Regions from separate parts of the Pan troglodytes genome. Here region 2 is linked to region 1. A link is a contact called in public HiChIP or PLAC-seq data. All regions are on one chromosome and are shown on one strand. Each heading gives the region's core, a stretch centred on a gene start, on an enhancer-like site or on the middle of the called end of the contact. The rest is flanking DNA. Distances are from core to core; before and after follow the strand shown. Region 1 holds the start of PPP6R3 (protein phosphatase 6 regulatory subunit 3). Region 2 holds the start of CPT1A (carnitine palmitoyltransferase 1A).

What was found. HiChIP or PLAC-seq counts read pairs in DNA pulled down with a chosen protein or histone mark.
Region 2: a contact with region 1 is called in an H3K4me3 HiChIP or PLAC-seq map of stem cell-derived excitatory neurons, with 5 times the contacts expected there. The contact joins the promoter of CPT1A here to the promoter of PPP6R3 in region 1. A contact is called at or near these places in 1 of 7 Hi-C or Micro-C datasets (stem cell-derived neural progenitor cells) and 1 of 1 datasets of contacts at active chromatin or transcription factors (stem cell-derived excitatory neurons).

The regions. Positions count from the first base shown.
Region 1 is chr9:70,502,978-70,509,746 of NHGRI_mPanTro3-v2.0_pri, reverse strand. PPP6R3 (protein phosphatase 6 regulatory subunit 3) reads right to left here and starts at 4,414. Exons shown (of 24, transcript XM_001173771.7): 1 at 4,301-4,414.
Region 2 is chr9:70,884,024-70,890,792 of NHGRI_mPanTro3-v2.0_pri, reverse strand. It overlaps CPT1A (carnitine palmitoyltransferase 1A), which reads left to right and starts at 2,681. Exons shown (of 19, transcript XM_016921421.4): 1 at 2,681-2,868.

The DNA.
Region 1 (6,769 bases), core at 3,165-5,664:
AGGTCAGGAGATCGGGACCAGCCTGGCCAACATGGTGAAACCCCATCTCTACTAAAAATACAAAAATGAGCCAGGTGTGGTGGCACGCACCTGTAATCCTAGCTACTCAGGAGGCTAGGGCAGGAGAATCACTTGAACCCAGGAGGCGGAGGTTGCAGTGAGCCAAGATCATGCCACTGCACTCCAGCCTGGGTGACACAGTGAGACTGTCTCCGAAAAAAAAAAAAAAAAAGTTGAAGCTGGCATCTAAAACCAGACCTGACTGCTGACTGACAAAAGGAGGGCAAAAGATACTAACTCAAAAATTACAGTAGTGTAAGATTATTCAGCACAGAAGCAAACTCTAAATATCTAAGAATTTTGCTTAGTTTCAGCACAGTATGGTAATGTATTTTCACGAGGTTAAGAAAAAAAAGTCCTAAGATATTTTATAAAATCAATTTATTTAACAAATGCTTCTAAAGTTCAGTCTTCAGGCATCTGAAAAATGGTTAAGTATACCATCTAAATAATCCCCACTACTAAATAATCTCCAAGGCAGGATCTAGGTACTGCAAAGACCAAGTTCACAGATCACCGAAAGGAACCCTTAACTCACAAACAGTCCCTAAACCTGTGGTGTAAAACAGTGGTTCCAAAATTCAGCTGCATTTCAGTATTGTCTGAGAAGCTTCAAAAAAATAGATTCTCGTGGCCGGGCATGGTGGCTCACACCTGTAATCCCAGCACTTCGGGAGGCCGAGGCGGGTAGATCACGAGGTCAGGAGTTCAAGACCACCCTGGCCAAGATGTGAAACTCCATCTCTACTAAAAATACAAAAAACAGCCGGGCATGGTGGCGGGTGCCTGTAATCCCCGCCACTCGGGAGGCTGAGGCAGAGAATTGCTTGAACCCAGGAGGCAGAGGTTGCAGTGAGCAGAGATGGCACCACCACACTCCAGCCTGGGCGACAGAGCTAGACTCATCTCAAAAAAAATTAATAAGATTCTCAATCCCACCATTTCCAGAGGTGGAGTCCAACATCCATGGTCTTAAAAAATTTCTAATTATTCTAATGCAGGCTTATTCTAATGCAGGCCAGTCTCACATCTATCTAAGTGCAGGATTTCTCAACCTCAGCAGTGTTGCTATTTGGGACTGGATACTTTTGCGGGCGGGCAGGGAGGAGGCTATGCTGGACACTGTAGGATGTTTAGCAGTATCCTTGGCCTCTACCCTCCAGAAGCACACTGCCCACTCCCAGAGGTGTAACAAGCAAAAATATGTCCAGACACTGCCAAATGTTTCCTGGGGGGTGAGGGGGGAACCACCCCCAACTGAGAACTCTTGAACTAGAGTAAATCAAAAAACAATCATTTGAAGTTAAGAAAGGAAAGAAATATGAAAGCTGTTTAAAGCCAAGAGGCCAGATCTTTTTTTCAGTACAACATTAGAAAAAGTAGCAGCCAACACTGGGGTGCAGACCATAACTTCTAAGGACCAAGTCAATGCTGAGTTTTAGTTGAGCAGATAGAAGAGCTTTATTTTCACTATCATTTACTCTTATTTAGTAAAATATTGTAAAATTTTAGACCAAAACACACACACACACAAACACACACAGAGGCTGCCTCTCAAATACTGAAAATATAGAACTAGACGATGAAAGTTGTCATAGAAATAAAATACCGATCGTGACACTTGTTTTAAAGAGATGTTTATTTGTAACAAGCACATAATCTCTCTACCAAATAGGTGCAAAGCCCTATCTTTTTTTTTTTTTTTTTTTTTTTTTTTTTTTTCCTGAGACTGAGTCTCACTCTGTCTCCCAGGCTGGACTTGGCTCACTGCAACCTCCGCCTCCCGGGTTTAAGCGATTCTCCTGCCTCAGCCTCCCAAATAACTGGGATTACAGTCACACGCCACCATGACTGACTAATTTTTGTATTTTTAATAGAGACAAGGTTTCACATGTTGGCCTGGTCTCGAACTCCTGACCTTAAGTGATCCGCCAGCCTCGGCCTCCCAAAGTGCTGGGATTACAGGCGTGAGCCACCGCGCCCGGCCAAAGCTTTATCTTAAAAAGCTAGGCAACCTCATCCTGTCAATGTTACTTCTATTCATTTTCTGCTCAGCTATGGTCTGATTCTCAAATTCTCAATTAGTTCATTGAAACTAACAACTTTTTGCTTGTTGACTTTGCTTTGCTATACTTTACACAAAGGCTAGACTTCTAAACCGAAAACAATCTTCTTCCTGTCCTTAAGTTCCACCAGCAAGATACTCATCTCTACTTAAGACTGAGTCCATCAAAACACACATCTCCAATACAGCAAACCAAGTCCCAAGTAAACACAACAATACCAGGGGAAGGTGCACGCAAGGTTTCGAGCACCATGGAGGAGAGTATCGGGCAAGCGGTAAAGGATTGTGAGTTTATTTCTGACTGAGTGCAGGCATTTTGTTCAATGTTCTAGACTCCCTGACCAGACATGCTGAAGTGGAGAATACCTTCCAAAGTATCCCTCCAGGACAAAAGCTATTTCCCAAACTATCTTTGCTGAAGAATACTGCAATCCACGGCACCCTTACAGTCTTCAGTAACAAGGAGGACTACACTAAGAAACCCTAGTTACTGATTCGGGTGGCAGTCACCCAGAAACTAGTATCCAAAAGCACATGAGGAATAAAGCCCGACTTAAGCTTGTGATGGGCTTTTCTGTATTTAACCATCTCTTTAAACATTATGAGGTGCTACTACTCATTAATTACTCCGGTAAATGTTCCTAATTTAAGGAATGGTCAAAACCCCTGTTCTGAAAAAATTAAAATAACTTATAATTTTACTTTTTCGGCCCAACTGAGTCTTACACATAGCTTTCTAAAGGCAGTCACCAAGATTCGGGACTCAAATGCTCATCTGACTTCCCAATAGTACCTAAACATTTAAAAATCAAATTTAAATTAAACAATAATAGCCATCAACTAGCCTAACCACTAATCAGCCACTGAGGTGATTCTATGTGCCAGGCACGGCTCTAGCTGTTTTACATGTATTAGGGCAATTATCCTGACAAACTTATGGCTGGGACACTTATTATTATTCCCATACTACAGAGAAAAAAAAAGAGAAGCTGGGTAACTTGCCCAAGGTCACAGAGCTAAAAAGTGGTCACTGACTCCACTCCACAGTGAGGAAAACCCAACCACCACCATAACTGGGTCTCATACACTTGCTCAGTTCGGTGGTTGGAAACCTGGAGTCCCTGTCCCCCTTGAAGCCTATCTGCAACATGACCTTGAGGACAAAATCAAAGTAAACGTCCCACGAATAAAGGACACCACCCCGTCAACAAGTGCTGCGAGGATGAAAGGGAACGCCTGTCAAGCACCCCCTCCCATAAAAGCAAAACAGACCCAAAGCCCCACAGAGAAAATGTGAAGTACCAGGAAAATGACATTAAGTCACGCGGTTGAAACGTCAGGGCACGGAGGTACATCCAAAGACCCATCCCGTTCACCTATAATTAAAAAGTCCAAATTGTGATCACAGCCAGCAGGACCTCAACAGGAAACACCTCCAAGTAAACAGTGAATGGGCTTCTTTAAGAGGGAGGGACTTCAAGCCACAAGAAGGACCACCCACCCCCCCACCCCCGGCTCAAATACACCAGGGAGGCATTCGAGACAGTTTACATACAAGCCACCTCACAGGAGTTAAAAAGCCACTGGGAAGGGTACTGGGAGCCTCGGAACTGGCTGGTGTGGATCCCGATGACTCTGCGGCGAATTAACAGAAACCCACAAAACTTGTTTCCCGAAGAGCAGAGTCCAACAATGGTCTTCGCGACTCTTGACGGCGAGTTGCTGCCTCAACTTGACGCGCTCCCCGAGGCCCCCGGGAGGCCCAGCGGGAGCGGAGACCGGGCGCGGGCCGGGGAGGGGCGAGACTGCGGGCCGCGGCCGGCGGGCGGGAAGGCTGGAGCCAGAGCCGGGTCAGGGGCGCGCCTCGCCCGCCCGCCGCGCCAGGCCGCGAACGTCAACGAGGCACAAAGTTCGCCGCCCCGACCGCGTCCCGCTCCCGGCGCCCGTCTTGGCGGGGCCCCCGGCTAACAGGAGCGGACGGGGAGCGGCCGGGAAGGACTCGGCGCCGCGCCTCCCGGGCCCGCGGAGCGACGAATTCCGGGGGGGGAGGGGAGAGGGGCCGGGACGTTCCCTCCCTGAGCCGCCGAGGCCCAGGTGGAGGGGCCCCGCGCCTGCCCGCGCGCCTCGCACACCCCGCGCCGCGGCCTGCTCCGGCGCCTCCCCCACCCCCATTACCTGGAGGTGCCCACGACCCGCCGCTAGTTGCGCTCAGGCGGGAAACGCGCTCACCGACACCATCAGCGAAGCGCCCAAAATGGCGGACGTATCAAGCAGGCCTTGAGTTCCCCCCGCCCTCCCTCTGGCCGCCTCTCAGCCAATCGCGGCCCTGTCCCCGCCCCCAGCTCCAGGCTCATTGGCCCCTCTCTCCCGCCCCCTACTACCTATTGGATCGCCTAGCGGCTCCTTTGACTCCGTTCCGATTGGCCCGCAAGCCTCGTCAGTCAAGCGCGAGGGGCGCATTCTTTTCCCATGGACTTGACGGATCCGGAACCTCTAGGACCCCGGAGCCTGAGAAACAAATCAGAAACGGGGAGAAACCTGGCTGGGTCCCCCTACGCCGTAGCAACAGCAGGTCCTCCGCTTGACGGACGCTTCGGACCACCAATCCGAGTGGCCAATGCTTTTTAAAACTAAATTGAGCCAAGCCAATCATGGCCGTGGAGCCGGAGCCGTGAGGGAGCCAATAGGGTGGCGAGCTGGCCGGGCGGGGCGGGGGCGGCGGGGGACACCGGTGGTGACGTGAGCCACAATATGCGCCGGCTGCAAAGGTTAGGCCGAGCTAGGGAATCAGCTTAAGTGGAGAAGCGTTCGTTTAGTATGTGAGAGGTAACGGGATCGATGCCCGCATTCGCCGCAGGGGAATTTTATCAGAATGATTTCCCATTGCGGTCTCTTTACCCGAAAGAGGTGGCTGTCCTCGTAGCGGTGTCAAGGTGAGGGATCGCGGAATATCCCTACCTGTGACGCACCGCCAAGAGATAAGTGCCCTTGTCCTGGGGGAAGGATTTAGACGAGAACTTTTGGGGTTTGGTTTTGTTTGAGACGGAGTTTCCCTGTTGTCCCCCAGGCTGGAGTGCAGTGGTGCGACCTCAGCTCATTGCAACCTCCGCCTCCCAGGTTCAAGCAGTTCTGTCTCAGCCTCTCGTGTAGCTGGGATTACAAGCGCACGCCACCATGCCCGGCTAATTTTTGTATTTTTAGAAGAGACGGGTGTTTCACCATGTTGGCCAGGCTGGTCTCGAACTCCTGACCTCAGGTGATCCGCCCACCTCAGCCTCCCAAAGTGCAGGGGTTATAGGGGTGAGCCACCGCTCCTGGCCTGGGGTCTTTTTTGAGACAAGGTCTTGCTCTGTTGTCCAGGCTGGAGTGCGGTGGGGTGATCATGACTCACTGCAGCCTCCACCTCCTGGGCTCAAGCAGTCCCCCCACCTCAGCCTCCCGAGTAGCTGGGACCACAGGCACGCACCACTGGGCCCCGCTAATTTAATTTTTTGTAGAGACAGGGTTTCCGTGTGCACACGAGCTTCTAAATGCTCCCCCGGGCTTCCCGTTCCCCGCCATATCTGTGCCTCCCAGGTAGGACCGAGGTCCCGGACATCAGGACCCCCGCCCCAAGAGCCAGCCCGGGACACCGAGACAGCCCACGGTTAGACCCCATGCTAATAACCTGCCTTATTCCAAAATGGATTTGAGGCGCCTCTCAGAGTCCCATGAAAATCCACAGGAGGTCCCGGCGCGGTCACGCCTGTAATCCCAGCACTTTGGGAGGCCGAGGCGGGTGGATCACGAGGTCAGGAGATCGAGACCATCCTGGCTAACACGGTGAAACCCCGTCTCTACTAAAAATACAAAAAGAAAAAAAAAATAGCCGGGCGCAGTGGCGGGCGCCTGTAGTCCCAGCTACTCAGGAGGCTGAGGCAGGAGAATGGCGTGAACCCGGAAGGCGGAGCTTGCAGTGAGCCGAGATTGCACCACTGAACTCTAGACTCGACGACAGAGCGAAACTCTGTCTCAAAAAATAAATAAATAAATAAAAACAAAAAAGACTGGTCTCATAAGATTATGATATTGTAGTTGTACTGGACTTTTTTTTTTTTTTTTTTTTCTGAGATGGAGTCTTGCTCTGTCGCCCAGGCTGGAGTACAATGGGGTGATCTCAGCTCACTGCAACCTCTGCCTCCTGGGTTCAAGCAATTCTCCCTGCCTCAGCCTCCCCAGTAGCTGTAATTACAGGTGCATGCCACCATGTCCCACTAATTTTTGTATTTTTAGTAGAGATGGGGGTTTCACCATGTTGACCAGGCTGGTCTGGAACTCCTGACCTCAGGTGATCCACCCACCTTAGCCTCCCAAAGTGCTGGGATTACAGGCGTAAGCCACCACGCCCAGCTGTACTGGATCTTTTCTATGTTTAGATACACAAATATTTACCATTGTGTTACAGCTGCTTTCAGTATTCAGCACAGTAACATGCTGTATGGATGTGTAGTCTAGGAGCGATAGGCTATCCCATATAGCCCAGGTGTGTAGTAGGCTAGACCATCTGGGTTTGTGCTAAGTATACCTGTGATGTTTGCAAAGGACAAAATTGCCTAACGATGCATTTCTCAGAACACATCTCCGTTGTTAACTGTACTAAGCCAT
Region 2 (6,769 bases), core at 1,432-3,931, 380 kb before region 1:
CTGCAGCATGGGCAACAGAGAGAGATCCTGTTTCAAAAATGAATGAATGAATGAACGAATGAATAAAAAGGTTTGGATTTTTCCATTAAAAAGTATTTTTTGAGTAAAAAGAGAAATCTTAGCGGTAAACAAAAACATTACCTGCATTAAAAAGAAAAGTTTTCTTGTAGCTATGGTAGGCAGTTGCTACAGTATTCAAACTGGGGCAGAATTTGTAAAAAACAAGGCTTGAGAAAGATTATTCTAGTTTCAGAGGCAGACATGGAGACGTTTTTGGCCCCAGGGAACTGAGGCTCAGGCCCGGAGCTCCCCGGGAGGCCTCGTTCTCTGGTTCTTTATTAATAGACTCAGCTACGCGGCCGCGGGAGCCGCAGACCCGGGCAGGAGAGCTGCAGCGTGGTCGGCGGGAGGGGAATAAGGCCTCCCCAGTGCGGCTGCAGTTGCAGGCCGGCGCGGGCTCGTTGCAGCTGCCGAGAGCCCGGCCACCATGGCACAGGTGAGCGTGGCGCCTCGGCGTCCCCACAGACTGGGTCCCTGTCCCTGCCCCGCCCGGCCTGCAGGTGGCACCTAGGCGGCGCGCAGGGAAGGGCGCACGGTCAAGGCCGAAGAGCCCTGGGAACAGACAGGGCGCGGGGCCAATCCCAGCTGGGCGCGCACCGGGGCGCTGAGCGAGGGAGGAAATGACCTTGGAGCGGGGACCTGTCGGTGGCTGAGGTTCCAGGGAAAGGAGGGAAGGGCATTTGCGGTGAGAATGACAGTCCAGCTTCCGTAGTGCAAACCGCGAAGGCCCACGTGCAAGGAGAGCCTCACGCGCGAGAGCCGCCAGGGCTCGTGGGGTGCAGCCGCGCGTCAGGAACGTGTGCCCTGGCCCAGCCCACCGGCCTCTTGGGGCGGTGAAATCTGCGGGGGTCGAGTGCCTGGGCTCACTGGTGGTCCAGACAAGCGCAAGCAGGGGGACAAACCCCCAACTTCTAACCTCAAAGAAATGCAAATTAAAAGGAGAGATGAGAGATTCTTCCCTCCCCCACCCCTCCTTTTAGGATTGGCAAAGATTAAAATAATCCATAATCCGAGACAGGGCCCCGCTTGCACGCGCGGGTGGCAGTGGAAGTTGGTAAACTTTTCGGCATGGTAGCTTGGCCTGTGTCACCAAAATGTTGCACGTGCCTGGTTGCTTCCCCTCCAGGGATCTATCCTACAGGATAATCAGGAGCTCCAGGAGGTACATCGACGGCCAACGCAGCTTTTATTTATACCTGCAATGGTGGGGTGGGGGGCGGGGAGGAGGGCCTAATTGTCCAATGGGGGCCGCGTAAATGGATCACAGCATAGTCAAAGGAAATCTTATGCAGCCTTGGGAAGGCCGGTGGTCATCTCCGTCCCCCAACAGAGAACTGTCTACGACGTAAGCCAAGTGAAAACAATACAGCCTTACAGACAGCTTGCATCCTAGCCTTCCTTTAAAACAGCGAGCCCGGGAACCGCAGGGAGAGTTAACTGCAGCGGTGGTGGGGGGCGGGATCAAAGGAGAACTTTCATTTTCTCTTCTAAATTCTTCTGCGGTAACAACTAAATGATACAGAAAGAAGGATGGTTGCAAACATGGATTTTTTCATAACTAGAAGAAGTGGTCGAACTTAAAAAGAGCAGGGTTCATAAAAGAGGTTTAAAAGAGTCTTTGTTCATAACATCGGTGCATTTATGGAGCACCTGCTGTATGCAGAGCCGCCAGCTCGAGCCTGGAAGCATTGCGGGCAAAGATAGGGGAGGGGTGGCTCCCGGTCAGGAAGAGCCCCTTGGCCCTCCTGTTATGCTTGGGGCCCCTCTCCCTCCCCCTAAACCCCCTGGGTCCCCTGCAGCTGCGCTCGCCCTAGACTCCTGGGACCGGTGGATGTTCAGTTCCCGCTCCCGGCCCCTCTCCCGAGCTCCAGCACAAGGGTCTCTCGGTCGCTCTGCCCTGGGCTCCAGCTACTCCTCTCCCAGCACCTATTATGTTCTTGACGCTGGAAGAATTATTTTAGTAAATCTCACCAAAGCCCCCCAAGTGAGGCATTTTTATCCTAGCTAGATGAGGAGGAGCCACGCTGCCTCCGGATCGCGATGACTGCCAATCGTGGTATAAGGTCTGATTTGGGGCATGGGCTGTGGAATCAGATCTGGACCCAATGTCCGATCTATCACTTCCCCGCGCTTTTTTTTTTAGAGACGGGGTCTCGCTACGTTGCCCAGGCTGGCCTCGAACTCCTGGCTTCAAGCGACTTCCCGCCTCCCGAGTAGCTGGGATTACAGGCGCGCGCCACCACTCCCTGTGGATCGGTTGCTTCTCAGCTCGGTGATGTGGGGTAACTTATTTCCTGGCCCGCGACCCTTGTCTGCATGAAGGAGTCAGGGGTGAATACCATCAGTGGGTGCCTGGAGCATTACACGGGGCAATGCCGATAGATAAGTCGCGAGGATCAGCCAGGCACGGAGCTAAGCGATTTTATGCGCACGGCCTCCACGAGATGGCTCGTTTTACGGATGAGGAAACTGAGGCTCGGAGGGTGAGGAATCTCGTCCTAGACCCCATTCCGGCAGAGGTCGAGGACGCGAGCACCCGCGCGAGCCTCAGTTTCCCTCCCCTCCTAGCCCCGCGGACGCCCCGCCCCGCCGAGGCCCCGGGCCCGCCCTCCGCGCGCTGGGAGTCACCCGCCTGCAGGCGCCGCAGCCGGACCCGCCTCAGCCAATCCGCTGCTGCCGGCGTCGGGTGCGCTCGGCCTCGCCCGCGGCCCTCCTTCCCCGGCTCCCGCTCGCCGCTCGTTCACTCCACCGCCGCCGCCGCTGCCGCGCCGCTGCCGCTGCCGCTGCCGCACCTCCGTAGCTGACTCGGTGAGGCCCGGTCGCCCGCGGTGGGGAGGGTGGCGGGGCGGCCCTGCGGGTTGCGGGGGCCGGGGACGGGCGGGGCGCGGGGCTGCCGGGAACCGGAGCGGGTGGGGGACGCCGCCGGAACCGGGGCGCCGAGTGGAACCCCGGTATTCCCCCCGGACGGCGGGGTTGTGGAGATCCTGAACCCAGAAAGAGGCCGGGGCTCCCCATGTCCCCCAGGGGATTGGGTCTGAGGGTCCGCCGGGGGTCGGTCCATCCGCAGGCGGGTCCCGTGCGGCCGCGGGAGGGATGCTCGGCCCTCCGGACTTGGCTGGACGCCTCCGGCCCGGGGCCAGCGGGGCCACCGGCTCCCTTGTCTCCCACTCCTTAATCCGCCCCGGACTGGATTGAGTCTGAGGGTCTGCCCAGGGGTCGGTCAGCCTGCGGGTGGCCGCGGGAGGGATGCTGGACGCTCTGGATGCTTTCCAGGATGCCTTCGCCCAGGGCCAGTAGGGCCTCCGGCTCCTGTCCCTGCCCATCCCACCCTGGCTCTGGAGAGGATTGGGTCTGGGGGTCCGCCCGTGGGTGGGTCACCTACGGGCAGGTGCAGTGCGGCTGAGGGAGGGATGCTCGGCCCTCGGGATTCGGCAGGGCGCCGCTGACCCCATCCCAGCGTCCGTCTCCCCGGTCCCCCTCCCCATGCCCGCCCTCGCAGTGCAGCCGTCGGGACACGCCCTTGGCGCAGGGACTCCAGGCGCGGTCCGAGCGCTGCCGTGAGCAGGATGAGGGTGCCGGGCCCAGTGCCTGCTTGGGAGCGCCCCGCAGCCTCTCCCGTGCAGCGCTGGGTCAAGGGCAGGTGGGCGCGGAGCATGTGCCCAAGGTCGTGCCGGGCTGGGAGCGGCGGGGCCGCGGGAGGGTGGGGGTGTCACGTGGCCGTGCCCTGGCGAACTTGGCCTGCGAGCCCGACGGTGCGGTCAGGGCCACGCGGGGCAGCCCCTTCTCGGAGCCACCGCCGCGGCCAGCCAACAGCCGGCTTCTTTCGGTTTGTCAGGAGAGGCCATGGGTCAGCGTCTTTATAATGTAAATCCGCCCTTGGCTTTCGTTAAAGCCGCAGAACTCAAAGATGAGGGCCGATCTTACTTTAAAAAAAGAAAACAACTCAGAGAGTTAAAAATCCCAACTACCTACCAGGTTAAATACATAACAAAGTTAATATTCCCAACTCGGCACAGGCTTTCGGTTCCTCTCGGCTCCGTGTGTTATAAAATATTTAAGGGCAGATTTTAGTAGGAAGCTGGTAACTTTGTAAGTTACCGAATAAAATGAAAATCGGTTTTACCTTTTGCAACGTTGTATTTTGTTACACCATTTTCTTCCACAGGTGTCCGGTTTCTGGTCATTCCAGATATGCAAGCATGTTTATTTCATTCTAAGCCACAAACCGAGTGAATAAAAAATGGCTGAGCACTGGTCTTTTATTTATGCCAGGAAGCACCCCCACCCCCGGGCCTTTCCAAATTCTTTAAGGCGACTCTGACCGAGTGAACGTAGCAATAAATTGAGGACATTAGTGTCGCTGAGAATGCACACCGCTGAGGCCAGCGAACATCCAGCTGTCAGTTGGTCTGGGGACCATCAGCATTCACAGCTGGTTCTTTGGATTGGTTTTGCCTCAATACCAAGAGCCTGTGGACTGCTTTTCGCATGTAAATTACTGGTTTCCTTCCTGTGAAGCATTGCTAGCCTAGACCTTGCACTTGAACCCTATCTTAACGGTTGGAATCAAACAATAAAAAGGGCCAGGTTTGGGAGTGCACACACTTTGTTTCAAAGTGGCAGAAGTTGGCATCATGCACAGGCCAAAATAACGTTTCGAGTTGGTACTAAAAACAAGCCGCCTACCCCGGAGGGGAAGAGAATTAAACTGGGTCCCTTCCGATACTGCTGCGGCTGCTGCGTTTGGCCCCGGCCCCGGACCAGTGGTCACCGAGCGGTCAAGTTGGGCCTCCGGGGGGCCCTGGAACGAGGGCCTGCCCTTACCCAACCCTGGCCCCGAGTGCTCATTCATAAAAACACCGTCAGTTTTCACTGAGGCTTCACAGTGAGCCCCTTTTAGACGCGCCCTGGGCTCTTGAGCGCGGTGCCTGCGTTTCTGGCTCGTTGGATGCAGCATCTGTCATCAGAAGCACTGAGCACCGAGCTGTCCCCACAGCTGGGCACTGCAGGGCTCGACCTTCCCACGGAGAGGTGCGTTGCATTTCTCCCGCTGTCGCTGGGGTGGCCACAGGGACGCGCGCCAACTCGCTCCGGAAGGTCTCTGTGGGCACGGCGGGTGGAACAGGATCCGAGCGCCTGGGACGCGCCAGCCCGGGGGCGGGGCTGCTGCTGACCTTTCCCCTACTTTTCTCAGCCGTCACGTGACGCCGCCCGGGGCTTGGGGGAAGGGGCGGGGCGCGAAGCCGCAGTTGCTGGCGGTGCCCTTCCGAGGACGCTTTCCAAGCGAGCAATTAAACTTGCTGCCCGAAATCTAAAGGCGCAGGGGCGGTGGCAGCGGCGGCGGGAGGCGGAAACCGGAGCCTGCGCGGGCCAAGGGCTGCTTCTGCACTTTGATCGTTTGCATTTTTTCCTTTGTTGGAAAAAATGTTTAGTCACTCTGCATGGTTATTATTGGCAGGCCAGAATTCTGTTGCTGGTGGAAGCCTGAACTTGAATTCCGGAAGAATTGGTGCTTTAAGAATTAAAATGGCTGTTCGAGATTGTTTGTTTAAAGTGTGTTGGAGAGAATCTCTCGAGAATCTCTCTAACACACTTTAAAGAGGCCTCACTTGTCTTCTGCCAGTCTTGAGCTTTTCTTGTGAAGACTTTTGTTTTGTTTTGTTTTTACAAATAAGCGATATAAGCATACGATGCAAAGTTAAAGAGGCACAGATGGGCCCGGCCCCGTGGCTCACGCCTGTAATCTCAATGCTTTGGGAGGCCAAGGTGGGAGGATTGCTTTGAGGCCAGGAATTCGAGACCAACCTGGGCAACAGAGCCAGACCCCTGTCTCTACAAACAATTAGTAGGGCCTGGTGGAGTGCATCTGTGGTCCCAGCTACTCAGGAGGCTGAGGTGGGAGGATGGCTTCAGCCCAGGAGGTGGAGACTGCAGTGAGCTATGATTGCACCACTGCGCTCCAGCCTCGGTGACAGCCAGACTCTGTCTCTGTTTTTTGTTTTTTTTTTTTTTTTTAAAAGGTGCAGATACAGAGTAGAGTCCTTCTCACTTGGTTCCCCTCTCCAGATGCCACCACTATTACCAGTTTCTTTGACGACATGTACAGGATATGTTTTTTAAACAAATTGATTGCTTAACACAAGTAAGGACTTTTTTCTGCTTGCTAGCTTCAAATATTTGTTACCTTGTGTAAATTTCAACTTTTACCCCATCCAAATGTCAGGTGAAGGTTGGATCCCCAGCAGGCCCTGGGCTGAGGCCAGCTACCCTATTTGGGTATCTTGACGGCCTCAGAAGTGTCTGCCTTTGCCTTTTTTTTGGTGAGGATTGTTCTTCGGTCCAGGAACGTCTTTGGAAGTTAACAATGAAAGAAATCATGCTGCTGAGTGAGGCGTGCCTCTCCAGGGTGTGCAGGAGGGTCACGGTCACCTTGGAGGGTTGGGCAGTAGGGTGGGTACCGCTCTGCTTCCTGAGGGATATAGGTTAGGCATTGGACACCAAGTCCTTTATGTTAAGAAAGGAAGGCTTCATACTCCTGATGCGGGTGGTTTGTGGTACCCAGCCCAGGAGCCGGAGAGCCAGCCTGCATTCTTCCTGTTCCCTAAGCCCCCACATGCAGCCGGGGCTAAGTGCTGCTACTTCTTCCTAACTCACCCTTACATTCACCTTCCTCATTATTTCAGTGGCCCAGAGCAGACATTCAGATATG